2 separate regions of the Capra hircus genome follow, and region 2 is linked to region 1. Evidence: chromatin contacts called from public Hi-C data. All regions are on one chromosome and are shown on one strand. Each heading gives the region's core, a stretch centred on a gene start, on an enhancer-like site or on the middle of the called end of the contact. The rest is flanking DNA. Distances are from core to core; before and after follow the strand shown. Region 1 overlaps SESN1 (sestrin-1). Region 2 has its middle 29 kb from the start of FOXO3.

The links. A called contact is a pair of places that touch in the nucleus more often than the background predicts.
Region 2: a Hi-C map of blood shows a contact between it and region 1, with 2.8 times the contacts expected there. The contact joins two enhancer-like sites. A contact is called at or near these places in 4 of 5 Hi-C or Micro-C datasets (blood and liver).

What each region holds. Positions count from the first base shown.
Region 1 is chr9:28,367,629-28,374,154 of ARS1.2, forward strand. All of the region lies in intron 1 of SESN1 (sestrin-1), which reads left to right. Among named protein-coding and RNA genes, the nearest start is that of SESN1, 9.1 kb to the left of the region's middle. Within about 2 kb of position 4,098, at least 1 of the 5 cell types and tissues checked has an H3K27ac peak or open chromatin away from gene starts, as enhancers often do.
Region 2 is chr9:28,941,673-28,948,431 of ARS1.2, forward strand. No RefSeq gene overlaps it. Among named protein-coding and RNA genes, the nearest start is that of FOXO3, 29 kb to the left of the region's middle. Within about 2 kb of position 4,084, at least 1 of the 5 cell types and tissues checked has an H3K27ac peak or open chromatin away from gene starts, as enhancers often do.

The DNA of each region.
Region 1 (6,526 bases), core at 2,848-5,347:
TAGTGAAGTGATTGTTAGCATCTCCCCACCTGCCAAGGGAGAAATGAAACTTTAACTGTGGGGTATGGTGCACATTTATAGTTGTTAAAGTTGCAGTTGAAGTATCCAGTTGGTATCCATTGGGTAATATATAGTTTGTGGGTTTAACAACAGAGGTTAATAAATCTCTTGTTCACATAGTGAGTCTGGAGGTTGGGCTGTTTCAGCTTGAATGATTCATTAGCTGAACTACATTACCCTTTTGCCTTTTATCATTTTGTTCACCTTTGCTCAGTGTAGCAAGGGCTGTCTTAGCTGATGGTTGCAAGGTTGCTACAGCAATTCCAGGCACCATGTGCAGTCATTGAACATTTTCAGCTTAGGAGGGAAAGAGTTTTTTCCTGTCTATCTATCAGGGAAGGAAAACTTTCCCCAGAAACCCTCCAGCAGTGTCATATGCCCTTTACCAAGCCAGTAATTGGCAATGAAACTGGGCACTTTTATTTTTGGTTTGGATTAATCCATCCAGCCTCTAAGAGCCGGGAGAGCCCCCATCATGTGAACAAAGATTCCTGTTCTTGAGGAAAAAGAGGGATGGAAGATAGGTTTAGTTAGAGACTGTCAATAAAACTTATATTTAACTAGGTAATATATTGCATTGGTCAAGTTATAATTTAGATTCTGTAAGATTAGGAACATAACTAATTTATAATGATACTATGAAATATAACAGATTGGGAACATTCTAGAAACAGATTTGGCCTTTTAAGATGATTTTGTTTTTATTTCTGTTTTAGTGCTGTGACTAGTCAAAGTACTACATTTAAGGTAGTCCATCTGAAACATTCACTGCTGACTGTTAGGTATCACAGCAGATATGAAAGTGCTCTTTCAGTATCTACACTGAGTTTCTCTCTTCCATATACACTGGTTTTTGGCCTTCCTTCCTTGATTGATACACTGAGAATTCAATCCCTTTCCCTCAGCCTACAGGCTTGCTTCTCTCCTCTATGCTTCCTCTTATTCCTATCTCTGACCACTTTCTTTGCTTTTGAGTGCAGAAGAGAATACTATCTACCCTCAGGTTGTCTGGACTTCTTTGAATGAAAACTGTAAAGAAATTGAAGCAAACCTTTGACTTTTTCCCCTAAATGGTTTGAAAACAAAGTGAAGGGCCTGTGTTCTTTTTAGCTACTGGCTTACAAGGATGAATAGTATCTACGCTCTCTACCCTCAGTGTCCTCTTGAAATACATAAATCATCCTGTCCTCTTTCTTTGACTTTTAAGAAAGACTGAAACTAACAAGGATTCTTTTTTTTTTTAAGTTTTCAGATTTCAAATATTTTATTCCTGTTTTAATGTCCCAAATGGTCTCTAGCATAGAAACAAAAAGGTAGAATGATTAGTTTTTAGAATAGTTTTTTAACATAGTTATTGTTTTGTTTATAAATGGGATGTAGTGTTTGGTAGGAAAATGGGATGTTAAATGTTTGCCTATTAGATTTCAACTTAAGGTCTTGGATAGTCTGTATTAGGAGGACTCCCTGAAAAAATAGTTTAGCTTAATTAGAATTATTTTATCTTTAACACTTTGTGCCCTTAAAGTGCTGTACAGATCATTCATGGAGTAAAAGACAGCAAATAGATGTGCTGGTCTTTGTTTTAGAGTTATATTAATTTTCTTTTTGGTAAACCATTAGAAATTTGCAGGATATCTTTTGACTGTTTGAGTAGATAATAACTCAGACAGCCAATTTAAAGATTTGTTGAAACTTTGATGTGACAGAAGTAGCTGCAGACTCTTGGGTCTGATGAAGAGTTAGTAATAAGAGCCCTATTTGGTGTTATGTCTTCAGTTCAGGTCAGTCGCTCAGTCGTGTCCAACTCTTTGTGACCCCATGAACCGCAGCATGCCAGGCCTCCCTGTCCATCACCAGCTCCCGGAGTCTACCCCAACCCGTGTCCATTGAGTTGGTGATGCCATCCAACCATCTCACCCTCTGTTGTCCCCTTCTCCTCTTGCCCTCAATCTTTCCCAGCATCAGGGTCTTTTCCAGTGAGTCAACTCTTCGCATCAGGTGACCAAAGTATTGAAGTTCTAACTTCAACATCAGTCTTTCCAATGAACACCCAGGGCTGATCTCCTTTAGGATGGACTGGTTGGATCTCCTTGCAGTCCAAAGGACCCTCAAGAGTCTTCTCCAACACCACAGTTCAAAAGCATCAATTCTTCGGTGCTCAGCTTTCTTTATAGTCCAACTCTCACATCCATATATGACCACTGGAAAAACCATAGCCTTGACTAGATGTACCTTTAATCATAAATGATTTCATATCTAAAAACAGTGTTTATAAGTAGCAAATTAGCAGGTACTGGAGGAACCAGAGACATGGGAAATTTTAGAATTTGTGGAAGGACAGGGGAGATACTGGTGAAGGGAAGGCAGTGCCTAAAATTCATTAAGAGATGAAAGTTACGCTGGACGTACGTCAGTTCGTATGTCCAGTTTGTACTAGCAAGCCTCACCAAAAGTTATAATCTTCTTTGTCACAGTTTCTCAAATCAGTCTATTTTTTTCACACCATGGTAAAATATTTGCTTTTTAATTGAAGTCAATGGAAAAAAGGATTTACTTTAACCCAGCTTTTCTAGATCATAGTTATTACATTAAGAGAGAAAGACCTAATTGACCTTGATGATATGACCTAGTACTTCAGTGACACTGGCACAGTATACTCTGGGGCACCTGAGGATTCTTTAGAATATTTGATGATGGTATTACTGCCTACAGTGGGAAAACTGGATATTTAAGTTATACTCCCCTGGAGAAGGAAATGGCAACCCACTCCAGTATTCTTGCCTGGAGAATCCCATGGACCGAGGAGCCTGGTGAGCTACAGTCCACGGAGTCGCAAAGAGTCGGACACGACTGAGCGACTTCACTTCACTTCACTTCATGGCAACATTGGGGCTTCCCTGGTGGCTCACAGGTAAAGAATCTGCCTGCAATGCAGAACCTGAGTTCGATCCCTGGGTCGGGAAGATCCCCTGGAGGAGGGCGTGGCTACCCACTCCAGTATACTTGCCTGGAGAATTCCATGGATGGAAGAGCGTGACAGGCTACAGTCCATGGGGTTGTAAAGAATTGGACACGACTTAGTGACTAACACACAAACATGGAAACATTACTTTATGCTTTGCTTTTTTTCCCATTGGTTACTATACCAAGTTAAACTAATGTCATTAAAGATACATTTACCATGACATTTGTGTATAGAATAAAAAGTGGTTTAAAAGATTCCATGTTTTTTTTTTAATGGCTTTTCACTGAAGATACTTAGGGAGTTTTTGTAGGATGACTGTTAGGACCATTTATTGGATTTTCACAGTAGGCATTTTTATTGCTGAAAGCTTATGCACTACTAATGGACTGTCACCATTTGTGACATGAAAAATTTATATGAAAAAAACTTGTGAAATTTGGCTGTGAAAGAATTGTCTTCTGATATTCTAATCTCTTATATAATTACTTAAAAGAATCAAATTCGATTGCAATGAAATATGGAATTACTTTAGGAAAAAATGAGACACTTTTACTGTTTTGCTTTAAATTTTACTTTTTTAATTTTAAAAGGGAAAGGTCTTTATAGGTTTATAAATTATTACTTAATAAAATTACCTTTAAACTACTTCCTAAACTTTTATACCATACTAAAGGAAAATAAAGTTTGTGAAGTGAGTTTTGTTAGTCTTATTACCCAAATAAACTTTCATATATACATATTCATTAAATGAATAGTATTAGTGTTTTAACTTAAATATGTATGTTTTTTTAAAAAGTTACCTAGGATAATTTGTCAGTTCTGTGTGTAACGTTTCAGTAAAGTCTAATTAGAATCTTAGTTTACTCTTTCTCTAATTAGAATTTTAGTTTACAGGTAAAAATGAGCATTTACTCTTTTGACACTTCAGTGTTTGACAGGCATTGCACAATCATCTTTAAACTTTACATGATTTCATTTTCTAGCAAGTTGGCAGGTGTTAGCTGTCTATAATTATAACTGAGTAATTTTTCAAATGCTATTCATAGCCTAAACACAGTAAGAAATTCTTCCGATCATGTGATAAAGACCAAGCCTTGCAAAATAGTGGTAGGGTGATGTGTTCAGTGGTACTAAAGGACATATTTAAGAGAAGCCTTTCAAAAGTGATTTAAATGATAGGGAGATGGGTTTTCTCAAAAAATAAGATCTCTCAAAGTCATTAATAGTGATCACATCTCACCAAATTAAGGTGTATCTCTTTTTTCATCTAACAAGTAATGCATTATTTGACAGACTTAAAGCATAAAATCTATATTCAGTTTTGTTGATGACAGAGATTCTGAGTATAAGAAATAATTGAAATTTTATTGAGGCAGTATAGATTTTACCATTGAACCTAGGGACTGATTTCTTCTCATTTTATGCATGAGGTATTTACTCTGTACCTGCTATATGCCAAGCACTGTGCTTATCTGTCTTTTGACATATCAGAAGAAAGGCTGTAAGCTTCTCTTAATTTTAATAATGATTCGACTTTAAAAACAAGAGAAGCTATTGCTTTCTTTTCCCTGATTTTTTTTCTTTTCTTCTATTTTAAATATACAAGAGTTTCACTTTGACCAGAGATACTACTTCAGAAGGTTTAAAGATCGGGGACTTGCTTTACTAGCTATACGCTCAGGAATAAATTAACCTCTGTAGTCTGTTTCTTCATCTGTGAACTGACATAATTTTAATATATGCCTCATGATGTGGTTATAAAAATTAAAGATCTTATTGGTAAAGCATTTTGTTAACTTTAATATACTGTACCAACTTAATTATAAATAAATTTTGAGACTATTCATCTGCAATATGTGGGTAACAACAATACCACTCTCATAGGGTAGTTTCAAGAATTAAGTAAACAATGAAGTATGTAGAAGTGGGCCTGGTTCATAGTAAGTCCTCAGTAGATAATGGTGATGATGAATACTGGTGGTAATGAAGGAGAAGATGATGAACTTGATCTAGGTCTTTTAACATGAGTCAAACTCCAAACTGGCATTACTTTAAGATTATTATGTAATCGACTGTCATATATCCCACCTTTTGTGTTCACATGTATTTACACCTCTAATTGCCTTTTGTATGGTAAATTTTAATATATTAGCTGATTAATGCTGATCTCCACTTTACCGAAGAGTGCTTCTAATCAACCACTTGCACAGGATAAGTGGTAGACTTACCCAGAAGTTTGCCTTATGAGTGAGGCAGATCTGTGGCATCCATCCCCTCCTTGGAGTTCTTTACCTTTCTAGTTTGTCAGCATGGCACTAGTGAGGAGGGGTTGCAGGCAGTTACACGTGTCATCTGGGTGCTTCATTGCCAAGGCCTATGCTTTAATTATCTGTACAACAATAGAAGAGAATGGTCAAAACCATGAGCTTTGGAGTTAGTCAGACCAGGCTGTAAATCCTACTCTGCCGAACTTTATGACCTTGGGCAAGTTATATAACCTCCTTAAGCCTCAGTTCCCTCACAGAGTTGTGAGGATTAAATGAGGTAACATGCGCAATGTTTACTGTAACTCAGTAAGCACTCAGTGAATATTAACTATTAGTCTTCTGATCTGCCCTCACAGTGTGACTGGGGGAGAGGAGATGGGAAGTTGAGCCCTCTGGTACCATCTGCCCTTTAGGGGACCAAGTCTCTGGGACACTGGAAAAGTTTTAACCTGCTTTCAGGGCCCTTGGCCCTATAGAATAGCACCTTAGAAGAAATAACACCTCTAGAAACCAAGGTAAGGGTTTTGTGAATATTGTTTTAGCACTCTTGGAAACTGGATTTCTCCCTTGAGGTCGTGCTCATTTATTATTCCACTTAGGAACATTTGACTTTCCAGTGTATCTTCAAGGATATAAAATATAGAAAAGCAAATGATGGCTTGTATGCCAGTGCTGTCAGTAAGCAACTGAATCCTCTGTGCCTCGTCCATTCACATCTGATACTTCAGGCAAGTTTGCTGCAGAGACTGCTTGCCTTGAAGGTCTACTGAGGAGATTAAAGCTGCACCATCAGTGTTCCTGCTCTGCATTCTTCAATGGGAGCTTGAGATATTAACCAAAAAGTCCCCCAAATAGTCCTTTCACTCTTGCGGGATAACTGGCCTGGCCTAGACAGCTTGATATGATTTTAGAAACAGAGTAACTAAGCAAAGATTACATTGCCCTAAAGATACCCCAGAAGTAACAAGGCTTGAATAGATTTTGTACCATGTTTGATTTGAATTTGCTTCATTGGGTGTGGCAGGTGTCTTTCAGGTTCCTGAGCTCCCATACCTGCTCCGCTCCCCTCCCCCCACACTCTGCCACACATCAACACGAAGTTATCTTTTCTTCAGCAATCTCAATCTTTCTAGTTTTGTAGAATGTATATTTTTGAAGGTAATAAGGATAGGCATCTGTATGTGAAACCTAGTTCTTAACTCTCTTCATATATTCTTAACCCTTTTCATTTAAT
Region 2 (6,759 bases), core at 2,834-5,333, 570 kb after region 1:
GTGAGGACCAGGCAGCCTCATCCCTAAGTCAGTCACAATGCCCAAGGGGAATGGGCTCCTCTGATTGGTGTAAACCAAACAGGGACCACTCCTGGAGCTGGGCTGTGATCAGTCTCGTACAGCACGCCTGGCTGCCGCAAAACGACATGGGGCATGGTCACAGAAAATGGGACCCTGAATTTTGACGGAAGAAAAGAAACAGATGCCGGGGACGTGGCCCATACAAGTGTGCACACTAATGGGTGGTCTCCAGTGTTTTCCATCATCTACCTCAATCAATAAACATGATACATATTTTGCTACCAATACAGCTTCTACTAATGTAGCAGTATATTGTTCATCATAGAGCAAACATGTTTTCGAAAGCTGAACTAAAAGAAAAATTAGGGTTTTATGTTTTATCTATTAACAGGGTTCGAAAAGCTTTTTGCCATCAAGTCTGTGATTGGAAATACCTTATTCTGTTTCTAAAAATTCCAGCTTAATACTTCATGATTCAAAGGCCTAGTCTTAAATTTACATCTACACTTGGTTTTAATGGCTGTTATAGCAAAACAAATACTCAAATGTCGATTCAATTTAGACAAATTATATTAATGGCTGCACCTCCTAATTCCTGACACTAGTTTTTTCAGTTCCATGCACCATTTACACAAAGTTGCCAAAAGGTTAAAAAAAAAAATGAACCCTTAATTTGGAAGCTCATGAAATTTCATGTTTTGTAAGTGTGCAGATGTGGGAATTTTTATAAGTGACATCATTTTTGGCCACAAATCACATCTTGATGCAATATTCACAGACATGTTCGAAATGTTCTCTTTATAGCAGCAGTTACAGCTGTTGTAAAGCTGCTTCTTTCTCACTCTGATTTTTAAAACATCACTCATTCCTTCAAGGTACTGATTCGAAAAATACTCATTAGCAGAAAACTACTAAACTACTTATCACAGGAATGGTTGGCAAATTTAGAACAATTAAGTTTTTTTTTCTTTGTCAAAGAAAAATGTATAACTCATCTTTAAGTCCCAAAATTCTTTTAAGCACTTTGCCATGAGCAATCCAAAAGCCTCTATGTGGAACCAAAGCTTTTTGTGGCCACATCAATCCTCCACCATTTCATTTACAAAACTCTGTGAAGATCCTGCTACTGAAAGCTGTCTTTATAAAAGTAACCATGTCACTGACACCCTGGAACACTGAACTGTAGCACAAGGTGATTCACTGCTGGTGGATGGACAAGCCTGTCAAGTCTCAGCACTGTGGCTGCCACCTCGCCCCGAGGACAAGTCACATGGCTCTGGGTGCCTGCCAGCAGGCCTCGAGAGGGGCTAAGGGAAAGCCTGGTTGTGAAAAAGAGTAAAACACTTTTCATTTCTAAGTTTTTGGCTTATTTCTAAATTTTAATATGCTTTCCAACAAAACAGAACTTCCTGTACTTTTTTCCTGCATCTCAGGACCTGTCATGTGCCCTGGTAGTGTGTATTCTCCCCAGTTTGGAGACCGCTGCCCTCTGGTAGGACTTTGAGGATGCTAGTCTTGCTGCCATGGATTTCTAAGCTTCCTAGGAACGGGGCTGGCCTGGACCTTCCCATCCCTCCCAGGAACCCGGCACAGGGTCGGCTGCTCCATGATGCTAGATGAATGGATGCCGGCATTCTGCCAGCTGGAAGCTCTGGGATGTGCTGATGCCCATGCAGACCCAGATGTGGGGTAGGGCTCAGATAGGAATAAATCCCAGGCCCTGTTCTTGAGCCTTCCTCATGTACTGGCCTGCTGCTGCTGCTGCTGCTAAGTTGCTTCAGTTGTGTCCAACTCTGTGCAACCCCATAGACGGCAGCCCACCAGGCTCCCCCGTCCCTGGGATTCTCCAGGCAAGAACACTAGAGTGGGTTGCCATTTCCTTCTCCAGTGCGTGAAAGTGAAAAGTGAAAGTGAAGTTGCTCAGTCGTGTCCGACTTAGCGAGCCCACGGACTGCATCCTACCAGGCTCCTCCGTCCATGGGATTTTCCAGGCAAGAGTTCTGGAGTGGGGTGCCATTGCCTTCTCCGGTACTGGCCTGAGGGATGTATAAACATGGGATGGCATACAACCCAGGGCAGAATGAAGTAGGAGCTGCTGAAGAAATGCTAGAAAAGGTGTAGGAGAAAGGAGTAAAAGACCCTGTGTTCTTGTTCATTCTCCCTAGGATTGTGAAAGGCTTCCTGGGGGAGGCGGCATTTTGTTCAGTGGCATAGGTTTTTGTACCATTGAAACAAGGAGAAAGGAGAGAGAGAAGAGGATGAAGTGGCCTTTAGAAAAGTGAAAGTCGCTCGTTTGTGTCTGAGTCTTTGAGATCCCATGGACTGTACCCCACGAGGCTCTTCTGTCCATGGAATTCTCCAGGCAAGAACACTAGAGTTGGTTGCCATTCCCTTCGCCAGCGATCTTCCTGACCCAGGGATCAAACCCAGGTCTCCCGCGTTGCAGGCAGATTCTTCATCGTTTGAGCCACCAGGGAAGCCCTTCGTCAATGAGGAGGGCCTGTAGGGAGAAAGTATAGGTGGAGGATGGAAAGCTCACCAGATCACTCTCAAGGACAAACTAAAAAATTCCACAGGTGGTGGGCTGGGACGTTGTAATAGTACTCCAGATACACTAGGCTTTAATAAAACTGTTTGCCTCATGGGAAGACGGTCATGAGCTGTGGACTCACAGATGTTCTTCCTCTTCCTCCCACATCAGTAGTGTGGTCCTTAACCTTAGGGTCCTTGCAGTAGCTTCCCTCTGTCCAGAATGCCCTCCCTGGAGGGTTACACGGCTGGTCCCGTGTCATTCGGGGATGTACTCAGATGCACTCAGATCCCTGCTCAGAGGGCTTCTCTTAGCTCCTAACTGAGGGGTGCTCAGGCACTTTCCACCACATCACCCTTCCTTTTTGTCTCAGCACTAAACACCCTGATGTCTCCTTGTTTATTTTTATGGCGATTTGTTAACAGGTGTCCCCTTCCTGCTCCTCCCACCAACAAATGCAAGGGTCAGGGCTGCTGCGATCACCAAGCACACGTCGAGTGAGCAACCTTACCCAGGTCCTCTTAAAATACTTGCTATAAGGTCATTTTGATGAAATGGTCCAACTTAAGATTATCCTAAATCCACTTATGGGGGAAAAAAGAGAGGGGGAGGGAAACAGACAGACAGAGGAATATAAGAGAGTGGTAACTGGTCCAAGGAAATCAGATGTATGAGGCTACCAGGCAACTTTAAACTCCTATTCAAATTAATTTCTGTGTTTTAAAAGATGCCTTGGGTTACAGAAAAATGTGGTAAAATTAATAGATACATTAAAAAATATTTGAGGTGTGTAAATTCTGAGTATTTTTTGATTTCTTGGCTAATTTCTTTAGGAACATTAAACGTATGGAGTCTTTCTCAATTTCAGTTAACCACAGTTTCTCTGAGAGCACTTCTTTGAAGTACAGATTCCCAGGCCCCTCCGCTGAAGATTCAGATTCATTAAGTTTGGGGTGGGGTCCAATAATCTGTATGAAGCTTCCCAGGTGATTCCTCTGGTTCAGTAGGTTTGGGGAACACACAGTATAGAAATCATCCTATACCATTATCTAGAAAACAGTATCAGTGGTTCACTCTACTGTTTGAAAGGTCGTTCCTGTAAGGGAAACCGTATTGAAGAACTGTAAGATCTTATTTGAGTGAGTGAGTGAGTGAGTGAATGTCACTCAGCTGTGTCTGACTCTTTGAGACCCCAAGGACTATTTGGTCCATGGAATTCTCCAGGCCAGAATACTGGAGTGGGTAGCCGTTCCCTTCTCCAGGAGATTGTCCCAACACAGGGATCGAACCCAGGTCTCCTGCATTGCAGGCAGATTCTTTACCATCTGAGCCACCAGGGAAGCCCGAGATCTTCCTTACAATTTGCTGATTATAATGCTGACCCTAGGCCACACTCTCTCTGAACCTGCAGGATACCTCAGGGGTCTCTTGGGGGGCCGAGGGCCTTTGGCTTACAGGAGGAGGTCAGCGCAGGGCTCCCGTCTCCTCTGCAGCCTCAGTGTTACCAGCAGCTGCTCCTGCGAGGGGGGCACCCTGGCCCTGACCCTGTCACCTTCCAGAGAGCAGGCCAGCACTCTGAGCCCTTCCCTTCCTGGAAGACGCTGCTGCACACATACGCGGAGTGACCTTGACTGTCAGGTTCTTAACGTAGCATCCGTGGGCCCCTCAAGAATCCACGCAGCGGCCTCAAGGGTGTGTGTGCAGAACTTTGGCAGACTATCGGTTACAGTGAGAGGAGTTTCCTGAGCATTCGCCCTATGTTCTTTGTGGACCCCACAACTCAGCTTAGAGAAATGAAGCCATTTTTTTCACAGCATCACAGTGACAATTGGCTGTCCCACCCCACAGCAGGAGGTCTGTGCTGGGGCCAGAGTTGGGGGCCTGCCTCTCGCTGCTGCAGAACACACACACACGGGGCGAGGTCTGCAGGAGGACACCTGAGGGTGAGAAGTGGGCTACCCCAACCAGAGTCCAGGGTGGGAGTGCAGGGGCGGCGGCAGCCTCCAAGTTCATAGGTAGGTTCTTCAGGCCCCCGCTCAGCCTCCAGAGGGAACTGGTGTCCACCCCTTTTCTTCCTCCTCCCAGGGTGGGTTACATCACAGAGGCCCCACTATTAGGGTGTAGAGGTCCCACCCTGAGGATATAGCTCACCCACACACTGGATGTCTGTTTTGCCCCAAACAATGTTAGCTCTTCATATTTTGAGGATTATCTTTGTGCTGCTAAATCTGAGTATGTCAGTACCTCAAAGATATAAGCAATTGCTTTTAATTCTACAGACTGTATTTTAATCCACAGAAATCAATTGATTACTTCTTTAGCAATTGAATTTAATATTCTGCATGCTACAGAATTTGGTAAAAGTATGATAGGTTATTAGTGCAAAACAAGGGGCATGTTTCAGTGACGTCAGCAGCTTTCACACTATGCACCCTGAATTTGGGGTTCTAAAGATGAACCATTGAGTCTGGGAGAATGAAGTTACATCCCAGTTCTCTCTGATCATTCAGAAGAGTAACATTCAAGTCACTGTATCTCCCTCTTCTGAATTTCCAAAGTACTCAGCATTTCTCATGGTAGCTATCACACTCTGCCCCATGTATCAGAGCTGTGTTTCCACACTCAGTTCATCTCCTGGACGGGAGGGGTGGGTCTTGTCACCCTGCAGCCTCTCCCCCAGCACACAACATGGCTCTGTCCTTTCCTCTGCCTTTTACTAACCTCCTGGCTGACTTAAGTGCTGTCAATGTTCCCAGGACACCTGGGCAAGCTGCCCTTTTGGCACTCCCTACACTACGCCCGTGTATTGTCCCAGAAGAGCAGCAGCTCATTGTGGTGAACGTTCGTCTCGTTCACTTCGGTGTGCCCAGCTCCCGGCAGAGGAGACAGCAAGTAAATGATGAATGAATGAATGATTAGTGAATATCTGTACACGATGTTTCACAGCTTTATTGGGATAGAATTCACATACCCTAAAATTCTACCATGCCAAGTGTACAGTTAGGTAGTTTTTAGTATATTCTCAGAATTGTGCAATCATGACCACACTCTCATTTCAGACCCCCTGAAATCATCCCTAGAGAAAAAAACCGGTACCCATCAGCAATTATTCCACATTCCTGCCACCACCTCTAGTCCCTACTTTGTGTCTCTAGGGATTTGCTTACTCTGGACATTTCACATATATGGAATCATACAGGATGTTGGCCTTTGTGGCTGGCTTTTCATTTAGCACAATTTGTTCCAGGTTTGTCCGTGTTGTAGCATGTACTGATACTTCATGTTTTAAATGCTGAATAATAACCCATTGTGCAGATATACCACATTATGTGTATCAGTTTATCAGCTGGAGGATATTTGGGTTGTTTCACTTTGGGGCTAACATGGATAATGCTGTCTATGAACATTCATGTATAATTTTTGTGGGGACATATATTTTCATTTCAGTTGGGTATTTATTATACCTAGGAGTGGAACTGCTGAATTATACAGTAACTTTTTTACTTTAAATATTTATTTAATAATAAATAGTATTTTTATAATAATATTTATTTATTTTGGCTGTGCTGGGTCTTAGTTGTAGCATACAGGATCTCAGTTCCCTGTTGTTGTTGTCCAGTCACTAAATTGTATCCAACTCTTTGTGAGCCCATGGACTGCAGCAGGCCAGGCTTCCCTGTCCTTCATTATCTCCCAGAGTTTGTTCAAACTCATGTCCATTGCGTCGGTGATGCCATCGAACTATCTCATCCTCTGTCATCCCCTTCTCCTCCTGCCCTCAATCTTTCCCAGCATTAGGGTCTTTTCCAATGAGTCAGCTCTTTGCATCAGGTGGCCAAAGTTTTGGAGCTTCAGCTTCAGCATCAGTCCTTCCAATGAATATTCAAGGTTGATTTCCTTTAGAATTGACTGGTTTGATCTCCTTGCTGTCCAAGGGACTCCAAGAGTCTTCTTCAGCATCAATTCAAAAGCAATTCTCCAGCACTCTGCCTTCTTTACTGTCCAACTCTCACATCTGCACATGATTACTGGAAAAATCATAACTTTGGCTATAATGGACCTTTATCAGCAAAGTGACATCTCTACTTTTTAATACACTGTCTAGGCTTGTCATAGCTTTTCTTCCAAGGAGCAAGTGTCTTTTAATTTCATGGCTGCAGTCACTGTCCACAGTGATTTTGGAGCCCAAGAAAATAAAATCTGTTTCC